Regions from separate parts of the Gossypium raimondii genome. Here region 1 is linked to region 2. The links are chromatin contacts, called in public Hi-C maps. All regions are on one chromosome and are shown on one strand. Each heading gives the region's core, a stretch centred on a gene start, on an enhancer-like site or on the middle of the called end of the contact. The rest is flanking DNA. Distances are from core to core; before and after follow the strand shown. Region 1 holds the start of LOC105788057. Region 2 overlaps LOC105788054 (probable inactive nicotinamidase At3g16190).

Region 1 (6,872 bases), core at 3,467-5,966, 130 kb before region 2:
CGCCGTTTTAGAATCGATAAAAATTTAGGGATGACTAGAATCCATGTTACAGCTTAGCCGCAGGTTGTAATCTTCATGAATTTAAGGTCAAGCAACAGTGCAACAAAACTATTCCTTACCTTCAAAGGATTCAATTTGTGCTTTAGGACTTGTTCCAATGGTATGAGAAGTTCTGACTTCAAGCGTGGAACATCCACGAAAACTTTCATTCGAAAGCAGAGGACATACATAATAGCCTGCAACAGATAGTAATAACTTCAGTATTATGGATGCTTTTGTGGGCCAGGCAAGAAGTCAAAAGAGCCAAAGATGGAAAGAAGATCAACAACTTCATTTTAGTAATATTCCTAATTAAAATAATTCATTTAGGAAGTATTTTATTGCAATTAAAAGTAATTTTTAATTGCCTTAATTATAGTTTCTTATTCTATAAATTAATTTTAGTTTCTTAGTCTATAAAAATAGAACCTTACATAACCTCTATTTAAGGAGACAATTCTTAGTAATAAAATAGAACAGAAATTAGTCCAATTTATTGAGGTTTACGACTCTCTCTAACCAGTCTAAGATCTAGTAATTGCCTTTGACGAGTTCTACTATTATACTATTAATCATAGGTTCTTCAGGAAGTACAAATCGAAACAAGGCTAAAGCTTTATCTATTGAAACAGGTTTCCCAAGAATAGCCTGGTGACACAATCCACGACCCATGAATGTAACATTCAGTTTCCTAACAATGAAGTAATGCAATCCAAGTGTAAACAATATCTTAACAACCACTTTTTTCCCTTTTTTTTTGTAACAGACATTTTTTTAGCATCTTTGTTTCCAATTAAGTATAAGCCTTAAGAGTTGCAACATCAACCTGGCATCCAGAATAGAAAACTCGATGTGCATTTGGATTTATATCACCATCATGGGCTTCGCAGTATTCCAGGCACCAATCCACCAACCTAAATTTCAAAAGTGTAAAACATACAACATTAGCATTGAACAATTACATTTTCATTCACACCAAATAGTCAGAACAATGGTTGAAGTCAGTTAAAGAAAGATGGATCTGAAAATTTTATGATGAACCTTTTTAACATGCTAGAAATAGAAGAGGCAGCCAGAAACTTCGCTCGAGATAAGTAGCTAGCAAGATAAGATACAGCACTCATCCTGCATAAAACAGAAACTAATTAGCATAAGAGATAATCTAATGAGGGAATTTATTTTCTTAAGCTTCAAATCAAACAGTAGACTGCTAATCAAGGATAAGAGAAAGTATATGGAAATAGGCTTCTAAATGTGAGGCAAAAAGATGACAATGCCTCATCAACTTCTAGCTGATTGAGAGACATGTAAAATAGGCTTTGTTTCCTCAGTAGTATAAAGCAACAAGATAACAAAGTCTCATTGACTTCCAGTTGACCAAGACATGTAAAATAGGCCTACCTTTCTCAGTAACATGTATAGGCTTTCTAAGCACACACCCCCCCCCCCCAAAAAATAAAAAAAAGAACATCAAGATTCCTTGCTCTATGGACCCATGAGGTCCCTGGCTGGAAGTGCACAAACAATAGAAAACTGATTAACTTAGAAGCTGCCATAGGCAGAATAATAAAATGTACCCTTTTACGTTGTTAGACATGGCAAGTGGCAACGTGTCGGACCAAGTTAGAAAGGACTACAAAATCATGCACATAACGAGCATCTGAATGTCAATACTTCACGTGTTAAAGTGCACCAGATCGAGGTCCCAATTGCTCAACCCCATACAGATCAGGCAAGAGGCATGGATACACACAAAGAGAGGGAAAAGGGAAGTAGAAAAAAGTATTGTAGTAAATACATGATTGAAATTCTATGTATATTTAAAACTTAAAAGGCAAGAAATATATGCCCCAAAAACGCGGAGACAATATTCATTAACCCTTTCAAATAATAAAAAACTGACCTGGTTGGTTGGGGCTGTGAGTCTTGAACAAATAGATCTGCCAGCACTGTGGCAAATCTCATACCACAGTTTTCAGGATCTAATGCACAAGCATAGAACATAACAAACTGCAGACATTAGGTAAAAAAAATCAGATGAATTACCATACAAGTCATGCTGGTCTTATTGCTTGTATTAAGAAAATTTAACCAAAAAAAAATAGTACCATGATGTTCATCAAGAATTAGAAACGGAATTTCAACAAACTAAACAACATATGTGATGACAATATGAGTATTACCTGAGCAAATTTTGACTTGTAGGCACTTAGAACTGTTACCCGAAATGACTGGAGAAGTGTTTCAAATACCTACCACAGCAATTAAACAAACCTAAGACCGAACCAGGTAAAAGGATGCAGTGGGAGATGGAAAGATTAACTTCAGAAAATACCTTAGCTAAGCGGCCCTCCCTTTCACAAGATTCAAGATGTTCAAAGGTTAAAACCAGTAGGTTATCTAGCAGTTCAGCGATGCTGTTTCCAGCTAGACTCTTACGGCTTAATCGGAACTGCAAAATGAGCTCCATCATTTTTACATCATGATTATCATAAACTGGTTACTAGAGTTTTAGAAAAATATTGAAGTGCAAAGGATGGCCATTAATTCATCAACAACAACCTTGGGACAACACAAGCAAACTAAGAACCAAAAACATGTTAACTGTACCTCTCCAACATCTGGCTCAGCACTTTCCTCAATGTCATCCACATCTTCTAGCTCCATCTCAAATATGCCTTTACTAAAGTCATCTTGTAAAATGGCATCCCATCCAATCTCCACCTAAACAGAACTCCAATACATTCATTATGACATACAAAAGCCAAACAATTTTCTCATTCTAAGGAAAATTCAAATTACTTACATCTAGTTCTATCAGCCGGTCCACCACAGCCATAAGTATTGTGCTTCCAACAAGTTCTCCAATTTCACCACTCTCTAATTTTAACATGTTCTCCACATAAATTACTATTGCCTACAACGACAAGGGGATAGGCTTCAAATTCAATTGTCTTAACAAATTTCAATAATAAAATATGGCAGCTACAGGCACCAAAGCAACAGAACGTATGACATAATTGATCAGTAAATTGCATTTAAGAACTCCACCAAACTGAACAGATATCCAATAGTGGAACAATGGTATCTTACATTCTCATCCATCTAGGGACTAAAATTGATTGCATAAGCAAAACAGCATTGAGTTTTTAAGTAACATGCTACAATCAGAATATCTAAAGATATCTAAATATGATAATAAAAGGAAAATTTAGAAGGAAAAAAAATCTAAATTCCCTACTGAAAAAATTCAACTTACTCGGTCCTTATGATAAATTGTTGGCATTCCTTGGAGAACTATGGTCAATAATCTCAAGGGGGCAAGAGGGACATAATCAGCTATCTTTTTGAAAGCTGCATGCACCCGAGAAAGAACTTGTCCCTTCCTCTCAAGACCATGTGGCATTTTTAGTTTATCCAAGAAATAAGGTGGTGGAGTGAAATTGCTCACAAGCATACCCAGACACAAATCAAGATATTTTCCATTTGAAATAGCCTGCAATACGATGGAAAATAATTTTAAAGAAAAGGTGGAAGTAGGAAACTATGAAAACGAGCTGGGAAGTAAGCAGCACATACAAGGGACACAATAAGTTCAGCTAATGCATCTGCCACATGAGGCCCGTAGTTCCACATGCTCATACAATAAATCTGGAAGAATTGCCGAGGGAACAAGTAAATAAGGGGAACACACTGAAAATAGGCAAGGTGAAAAAGAAAATGAAAGAGAGGAACTTACAGCAGAAAGGAGGGAGTCATGATGAGTAATATCTATAGAAGATACTGCCCCAGCTAGTGCCTTCAAAGTAGTCTATGATTCATGTAATTCATAAAAAAGAAGACGAAGTTAAGCTTAGATACATAAGATAGGATGGTATGCATTGGAGTAATAAAAGAAAATGAACAGAAAGACACCTCGAGTAAGGCGACCTCATCAGGGGCAAGATGTTTGGAATGGTGCATGACCCCAACAAGCTGATTATAGCTGTTGTTATCACCCTGAAAAAATAATACAACATATAAGAGCAGTTGCATTAGAAAGCACAATAGAGAGAGTGTGTGCGTGTGTCTTTGAGCGCTTACGGATAGGACGGAGGCGAGAGCTTGCTTGACATGAGAAACTATTTCTGAATCAGTGAAATTGAAAACTTGATCTTCCTCCATCTCCGGGTATTTCGGCAATTCCAATCCCATGCTCTGTTTTAGGTTCAAATTAAGCTGCAGTGCAAAAAAAAAAAAAAGTTAGCTTTTTCAAACTTCTAAACATAAGGAGGCGGCGTAGCAGTGGCGCGGCTGCTATTAGGCGGTACCGGCGCCATCCACCACCGATAAAGACCTCAGTAGGGATGCGAACAAATTTCACATCAATAGCAGCGGATCACGGACACAAATAGAAGGTCCGCTATTACCGCTCAACCCATAGCTTTTAAAAGAATTGTCCTTCTCAACAAAGAAAGCAGAGATAGCAGTAGGATTGAAAACAGAAAATGAAATAAAGCAGAGTGATGCAGAGGCAGAGAGAAAAGAAAGAAATCTTCTTAGGGTTTCAAAACTTACCTTATTCAGTTTCCTTCTCCGTGGGAACTTGAAGGCAGGAGAGGGCTTGGGTCAGAGACTGCAGGAACAGGAGAAGCTTGTTGGCGGCGGGTGTTCAAAGAGAGATAGTTAAGGGTTTTTAATTTTTTTAATTAATTAATAGAAAATAAATAGTTTTAGGGATAATGCCATCTTTGGCCCCTTAATTTATCAAATATTTTATTTTGGTACTTTTTCTTTGAAAATGTCTAATTTTGGTACTGAAGTTTGATTCCATCTAAAATATTTAAAACATTTTTAACATAATCAACCAATAATATAATTTTACTTTTATGTAATTAATGTAAAGTAACATTATTGAAAAAATAACTAATTAATATAATTAACTCTAATATTAATTAAATGATAATTAAGATGTTTAAAATTCTTTTAACTAATACATCCATTTTACACCAATAAAATTAGCACAACTTTTTTAAATACAATTAGCACAAATTGTTTATATCAACTTTTTAATTAATATTTGTAAATTAAAATATAATTATTTTTAAATGCATAATTATCACAATTTTTATTAAATTATAATTATTTTTAATGTCACGACTTGATTTTACTTCAAATTTTTTATTTTTTAAATGTAAATTTAGTAATACGATGGAAAATAAAAGGTTTTCTCATCAGTTTATAAGTTTCTTCAAACTTGTGGTTTTATATTCACTAGTGTCACAAGTCAAAGTTTAAAACCGGTGACCATCGCACCAAATGCATCCAATGGAGGTCTATTGTTTAGATGGGGGATCATTTGGCCCGCAAGAATTGGCCCGATTCGGTAAACTATTGGAAAAGCCTATCAGATTGAAGCCTGGTTGGCCCGATAATAAAGATATGACAACTTAGGCAATCTTGATAAGTATGAGAACTAACCTTTAAAGATTGATAGGGAATCATATCTTTTAAAGATTAGATTTGATATGATTTGATGTAATCTTGTAAATCCTTAAAATCAAGGGATAGGTTAATCTCGTCCGTCGATGTAATGTAATCTTGACTATCGGTTTTTGGGGGAGCTCAACTATAAATAGAGAGCCTCCCCCTCATTTGTACTCACTCCATTCATTGTTTCATTATTCTTTGTGAATAAAAAAATATTGAGAGTATTTACTCAAACACCTTGTGTGCGTTCTTTTCTGTGGTTTTCTGTTGTTATTTGTGGCTTGTTTTGGCATTGTTTGCTTTTGTTATATAAATTGGTACCTTTGAGGAGTTCTAAAGGAATCCTAACTTGAGTAAAGGTTTACTTAGGCGAGCTTGGACGAACGGATCGCCTAAGGCCGCACCGGATCGCGAGACAAAAGATCTAGCCCTGTGACAAGTGGTATTCGAGCTATTAGTTGTGAAGGCACCATTGGGATGTCGAAAGAAGAGTTCGAACAAAGGTGAGCCAAAAGATCAGTCCCTTTGAGGGAGATGTTGTCGATTGTTGAGGAACACGTGGATAAACTTGAGGAGTTCATGGAAGATGTGAAGGAGTCACACAATGCGCTTGGTGAACACATAGATGACTTGTGGGAGCAATCCAGGGACTTTGTGACCATGTGTCTCACTTCCAATAAGGATAATGTGCAAGAGTTGCTAGATTCCTAAAGGAAGAAGCTGAATGAGAGGAACAATGCTCTCGAGGCCATGGTAATGGCTTTGAAGGAGTAAACAATGGCCACGGCGAAGGCTTTGAACACAAGAATAGAGGAGCTCGAGGGAGAGCTGGCCTTGTGTCGAGCAGCCATGGGGGAAGAAGTGTCAAGTACAGCCCTTAGTTATGAGGATGTCCCAAAGCCAAAAGAGTTTGTGGGGACAAGGTCTACATACGATGTGGACAATTTCTTGTGGAGGATGGAAAACTACTTCCGTGCCAAAGGCATCGTGGATAATGCAGTTAAGGTAAACAGTGCTTTAATGTTTCTTACTGGTATTGCACTTTTATGGTGGCGAGGCAGGTCTACAGATAAAATTAAAAGTGAGATTGGGACATAACAAGAGTTCTAGTGTGAGTTGAAGGGACAATTTTACCCAAGATTTGTTGAGGAAAAAGCTCGGGCAAAGTTGCGATGGCTAACGCAACGAGGCACAGTGGGAGAGTATGTTTGAAAGTTCAAGGAACTTATGCTCCAAGTTTCAGATGTGGCCGCGAAAGAAGCATTGCTTACTTTTCAAAATGGATTAAAGACGAGGGTTAGATAGGAGGTGGAACAAAGAGGTGTCCAAAAGCTGTCGAAAGCCAAAACAATAGTGAAATCCAT
Region 2 (6,710 bases), core at 3,264-5,763:
GAACTCTAGGAAATCGGATTTCCTCCAAGAAAAACACAAAAACCAGAGATGGACCGGCAATCATCAGTATCGGATCCCCAACTCGCATCAGAATAGCCTTCGAGAAGAAGCTTTAAGTTTCGAGTAAACTGTAACCCATAATCTAGTGTCCCTTGTAAGTATATTAGAATTCATTTGACAGCTTTGAAATGTGCATCTAAAGGTTTGTGCATATACTGGCACACCTTGTTGACAGAAAAGGCAATGTCTAGTCTTGTTATGACCACATACTGTAGGGCACCCACAATACTTCTGAATAAGCGTTCATCCTCCATCGAGCTTCCTTCATGAACAGACAATCAACAGGTGGTCACCATTGGGGTAGGAGAAGCTTTGGACATATCCATGGAAGCTTTTTGAAGTAACTCCAAGATGTACTTCCTCTGACTCAATAAAACACCACTCGAAGTATGTGTTACTTCGATCCCAAGAAAGTAGTTCAACTGACCTAAGTTCTTCAAAGAAAAATGAACATCAAGATCCTTAACAAAGCGATCAATAGTAAGAGAGTCAATGCCAGTGACTATTATGTCATCGACATATACTAAAACATAGAGAAGTTGAGACCCTACTCGCCGAATGAAGAGAGAAACTATCAGCTTTAGATGCTACAAACTTAATAGCCAGCAAGAATTCCCGCAATTTATGAAACCATGCATAAGGTACCTGTTTAAGGCCATAAAGTGCCTTTCGTAGTTTGCAGACAAGCGGATGACCATCAGTCTAATGTTGCTCAAAACATGGCGGTTGTGTCATATAAATCTCCTCATTCATATCCCAATTCAAAAAAGCGTTGTTGATGTCGACTTGTCTGAGAGTCCACCCTCGAGACACAGCAAGAGCCAAAACTTCCCGGATCGTCGTTGGCTTGACCACAGGGCTTAAAGCATCCAGAAAATCGATACCTGCCTATTGTAAATAGCCCTTAACAACCAACATTCCCTCGTAGCGAGCTACGGAGCCATCTGTATGTCGTTTGACCTTGAAAATCCACTTGCAACCAACGGCCCGATGACCTTCAGGTAATGGTGCAAGATCCTATGTTTTATTAGCTAATAAGTCTTCATATTCGGCTTGTGCAACTGTAGTCCAGGCAGGACTTTTAAAAGCCTCAACAATGGTAGATGGCTCATTCTCATTCAAGACAGTGGAAAAAAGTTTTGGCTTAAAAATGCCATTCTTCGACCGAGTTCGCATTGGATGATAGTTAACAGAAGGAGGAAACTGTGCAAGAGTATCAGCTGGTGCACTAGACGTCGGTGAGCAGCCCATGGTAAACGACTCCCTTGATGAAGGTAAAGAACTAGGAGAACGTTGGATATCAGAAGGTTGTGTTGAAGCGGAGACAGGGAGAGCTTCAAGTGAACGTAATGAGCCAGAAGACAAAGGACTAGTACCTAGCTGAGAGAGAGTAGTGGATAAGAACCGATACTCGCCCCTAATCTGTTTGTAGAATTTTGATAGACGTCTCAAATTTTACTTGAACCATCTTGTGAAAATGAAGGAAACAACGAAACACTTCTGACTTTAATTTAAGAAAATACAACCATGTATATCTGCTATACACATCCACAAAATAAACATAGTAAGAAAAACCATTCGAGGACACATGTGATGATCCCCAAACATCAGATGCCACTAACTCAAACGGAAATGAATACACTGTTTGTGATGTACCGAAGGGCAGCTTGTGAGATTTGCCCAACTTACAAGGTGTACACACAAAATGTAAGCTACTATGCTTGAAAGAAACATTACAAGAATTCAAAACATGAGCAAGTGTATTATGATAGGGATGGCCAAGCCTGTCGTGCCAGAGTTCAACAAAAGAAGGAGTCTGAACATTGCACAGAAGAGGAGACTCGAAGCTTTGAGCAGGACTAGGTCTTTTTGAAGTAGCTCGAGAGAAGTCAAACCTATACAAACCATCATGCTTTTGGCCTTCCACTAGAATCTTCCCTATCTGAATGTCCTTCACAAAACACAAAAAAGGATGAAACTCAAAATACACCGCATTATCTCTTGCAAATTGCCCTACTGAAATCAAATTTTTACAAACTGCAGGAACATGTAGAACATTTTTGAGATGTAACAACCAAGAACCAGCTACAAAAGTTGAAGAATCTACTTTAGCAATGGAAACTGACTCACCATTACCCATGGAGACTTGTCTTGTACCTATGTAAGCAGAAGCATTGTGAAGACCAGTCATGGTTGGGGTAATGTGATTAGTTGCACCAGAATCAGGGTACCAAGTCTGATTAGCCAAGGAGAAAGACAGAGATGGAGAAGACGATGAAGGAGCTACCGTAAAAGGTTGTGAGCACGAGCTATAACAGTGAGCTGATGAACAATAAGATGTAGGAGCTTCACCAAGATTATGGTAATTGACAGACATTGAAGAACTCAAACCAGGGCCAGAAAAATTCTCATCAAAGCGGTGATAACATGTCTGCACCAAGTGTCCTATTTTACCACATAATTGACACTGTAGTTTCAAACAAGACCACCCGCAGCTCGAACCACGAGCACGACCTCGAGACCACCCATGAGCTTGACCCCTGTGTCCGCGATTAGAACCACGAGTAGAATCTGAACTGGATTTCAAGTTGTCGAGATTACCTTACTGTGAACGAGACACCAAGTTGGCTTGCAGAGGCACATCAGTCAATAAAGCCAATTGTCATGCTTCGCAATCAAGAAGCATCTCAGTAACCAACTCAAGACTTATTGGAGTGGCAGAAGCAAGTACTCGAATGGACTCAAACTCGATGGGAAGGCCAAACAAGATAACGATGATCTGTTCTTGTTCAGTAACTAGGTTACCTGCTGCAGTCAAACTGTCACTTAGACTCTTGACCTTGGAAAGATAATCTTTAATGGGAAGACATGTTTTCTTGATTGAGTATAGTGCATGACGCATACTTGAGAGCTTGATATTGGACTTGGCACCAAACCGTCTATCAATGGTTGTCCAAATATCAAAACTGGTCCTAGCCGCTATTAGATGCACTAATACTTCATCAGAGACTGTGGATAAAAGCCACAAGGCCAAGAACTTATCCTGCTTATTATGTACAAGAAATGTCGGATTCACTACAAGCTGACCACCAGTACCAGGTCTGAAAGCAGGAGGAGGAAGAGTGGTGCCTAAGAGAAACCCTTCAAGACCATACCCTTCGAGAATCAACAACAACTGATGCTTCCACAAAAGAAAATTATGTTCACTGAGTTTAATAGTATCATGCTTGGCAAAGTAATGAACACCAGATGAATTAAGAATCTCAGAATCTGGTTGATGGACTACTTCACCAGAGTTGCTAGAATGCCGAGGTGTGTCAACTGTTGGAACACCTTCTGTAGCCATGAGCACAAGAGAGAAGAAAAAAAATCTATACCAGGAAAGCCCTGGCTCTTGATACCATGTTAAGATAGACTGAATTCATAGAAAACAAAAGAGGGTCTAACTAAGTATTTAATACAGTAAGTCGGTAACTAACTGCTAACTGATGCTAACTGACTAACTATACAACAACTGAACTTAACTATCTTGACTAACTTTTACAACTAACTCTTATTCATAACAGAGATGCTACAAACAGAGATAATTGAGGTGGAAGTATTTGATGTTTGGGAGATTGATTTCATGGGACATTTTCCAAGTTCTTTCAGGAATCAGTACATCCTTCTAGCTATCGACTACATTTCAAAATGGGTCGAAGTTGCTTTACCTACCAATGGTACAAAATTAGTGGTGAGATTTCTAAGAAAAAACATATTCGCTAGGTTTGGTACACCGCGTGCATTGGTCAGTGATGAAGGATCTCATTTCTATAGTAAGCAGTTTGAAGCTGCCTTGGCTAAATACAATGTACGACACTGAATAACAACGACCTATTAGCCGTAAGCTAATGGGCAAGCAAAAGTCAAATTGTATTTTTGCCCCTATACTTAAAAATGAGCAAATTAATCTCTGTACATTAGATCATTAGATCAAATATCAAACTAGTCATTTTATTACAAATTTCATCCATTTTTATTATTAAAAACCGGTTCATGTACGTTAGTAGGAAGTACACATGGCATGCCATGTGTCACTGTCCAATTATTCTATCAATCATCTCAATTTTTAACAATATAAAAAGATGAAATTTTTAAAAGAAATTACCAATTTACTCTCTAATCTAATGTATAGAGACTAATTTCCTTATTTTTTTAGTAGAGGGGTTACCAATTTAACTCTCATAGAGACTTTCATAATACTTTTACTTTTGCTGTCATTAAATGGTAAGAGTAATTTCAACTTTAATACTTTTTCATTGGTTTATTTCATGGCGTTGCTGTTTTGAACCTTCATTAAACATTTGAGATTACTGGAGAGCAAAATAACAAAAAACATTGAGATATCTGCCATGTCAATACCGTCAATATAAGCTTCCCCCATCGTCCAATTTTTTGTTTTTTTCTTAATTTGTCTGAAATCTTGACCACCCATTTGTTGTGGAAGGCAGTTTGAAGATGACTGTAAGATAATGACAGTGCAAAGAAGCAAAGGAAAATTGATTTTTAATGTCTAGTACATATAAAACGAAAAAGATATGCATATATCAACGAGATAAAACAAAAGGTTTCAAATCATGATCCTTAACCTTTTAAAAATGATGAATTAATCGTTGTTAAATCATGTTCATTTCAATTGTTTCATTCGACTGTTCAATGGTTGCCATAAATTGGGACCAACATGTATTTACCTTTACCTCCATAAGATCTCAGTTGGGCCGACCAGGTTTGCGCAACTGCTGGTTTCTGGTTGAGGTTTGGGGTCAATAGGCTTGCTTTGTGGTCTGCAGGCATGGAGCCCATCCGCTGCTTCAACTATTAATTCTACCCACCCATTCTTGTTTGTGTTCATCTCGATCCCAAAGGTCCTTCACGATGGACCGAACCATTAAAACTTTGGGGGAAGGGGTGGGGGGAGGGTTAACATGTTATTGTCGGGCTTTGAGCCGATAATTGTTTGAATAAGCCGAAAAGGATTTGAATTTCCTTTACAGGCAGTAACTTGATGATGAACTTCAGATTGTAGCTTAGCCTCAGAATTATTGGATCAATCATCTATTTTGAATCTCAATAAGCAAAAAGAAAGGGTAGAATCCAAAAGAGAAAAAACCAAGCTTTTTATTTGCTTCAAGATTTCCTTGGGAGAAAATGAGCATCAAACTAGGACCCCTGATTTTTGGTTGGATTTCAGGGTTAGTCCAAAGAAAACCCTTAAATCATGCCTTGCATTGTTATGCTTTGAAAAGCGGGACAAGATCGACAACTGTATGAGTTTGTGTGTTAAACAAAAAATGCGGCTGATTTGGAGTTTCAAAGAAACCTCAAATCATCAGAAAATTCATCATTCCATCACTATTTCAGGTCGACTTGCATCCTACATATAATCCAGCTATCCAAGCAAACAACATGGAATCCACTGATTTGGAAGTGATGTATCCACAGAAATTTTCACATAATACTAAACTTTAAGATGGTTCAAGTATCTTCGTACAATATCAACTACTACTACTAATAATAAAGTATCTTCCTACATGCACCCCTACCTCCACCTGAATTAACTATTTTCAAAAATAACAACAATTATTTCTTATTAAATAAAACATTTATATTATCAAACAACTAGTACAGATCTAACTGATCTAAATTTGTAAAAACCTGAGTCGGATAATTAATCCAACTGGTCTGTTCTTTTTTTTTTAAAAAAAAAAAAACAGAGGAGACATGTACTATGCTGCATATAGTATAATCCAAGTGGCAAGCTATTAGAAAGTGAAGGGGAAATATTCAATGATGAGCTTAGTTAAGACCTACACACGCATGCATGGTAATGGGCTTCCATGGACCCTTACCTGCTATGGTTTTAGGTGAGCAGACCCAAGAACTATAACGCTCTAACTCCTTTTGAGGTCCTCAATAGTCTAATTGCCTTAAAATATATACTCATGCACTTTTTTGTGAGAACCAATTCCTTAGTATTACTAGTACATACATATTATATGTACGAGTGTGTACTTTTTGTGAGAGTCAGTTTCCTCGCTAGTTGGGAATATCAATGAGGATCACAACCAAAATTTTATTTTAAACATTAGAATAGGCTAAAAGAGTGGCGACCCCTATGTTTGATACACAAATCCATGGGAAAATTTTAAAATTTTGAAATGCGTGTATCGAGCACATTTGTATTAGAAAATGACACTCAACTCAAGTCCAACGTAGAAAATGAATTGGGGAAAGGTTCACTCGTGAGCAAGTACATGAATGGAAGCAGTCAAGTAAACTAGTAAGGCTTATTATAGCTGAAATCAACTCACTGTCAATCATCTTTATTCTTACAAAATGGAAATAAGATAGTATTCCACACAAGGTAATTCAGATACTACGAACCTGCAGAGTACAAACGATCTAATGGAAAAAGTAATGCCTCCCGAAGAATACATACCAGTTCAATCATTTGACTCATCAAAGCTTGGTTTCATACCACTCCTCAAGTGTTGGTGTTGCAACTCCAATATTTCTCATGTCATAGATATTGGCTGGTTCACATAAAGTTAAGCCTTTGTATCAGTAAACTATGATGCCATTTTTGCAAAAAGAAATAATGTCTATTTGGT

The links. A called contact is a pair of places that touch in the nucleus more often than the background predicts.
Region 1: a Hi-C map of leaf shows a contact between it and region 2, with 2.3 times the contacts expected there. The contact joins the promoter of LOC105788057 here to the enhancer-like site in region 2. A contact is called at or near these places in 2 of 2 Hi-C or Micro-C datasets (both in leaf).

What each region holds. Positions count from the first base shown.
Region 1 is chr2:12,597,007-12,603,878 of ASM2569854v1, reverse strand. LOC105788057 reads right to left here and starts at 4,716. Exons shown (of 16, transcript XM_012614746.2): 1 at 4,597-4,716; 2 at 4,123-4,257; 3 at 3,955-4,038; 4 at 3,779-3,850; 5 at 3,619-3,690; 6 at 3,299-3,535; 7 at 2,846-2,956; 8 at 2,650-2,763; 9 at 2,375-2,491; 10 at 2,223-2,291; 11 at 1,943-2,049; 12 at 1,081-1,164; 13 at 866-953; 14 at 120-236. The coding sequence starts at 4,233.
Region 2 is chr2:12,471,349-12,478,058 of ASM2569854v1, reverse strand. It overlaps LOC105788054 (probable inactive nicotinamidase At3g16190), which reads right to left. Exons shown (of 5, transcript XM_012614739.2): 5 at 6,361-6,632. The coding sequence ends at 6,559. Among protein-coding and RNA genes, the nearest start is that of LOC105788054, 11 kb to the right of the region's middle. Within about 2 kb of position 4,513, the one cell type or tissue checked has open chromatin away from gene starts, as enhancers often do. A contact at or near this core is called in leaf, where this site is marked.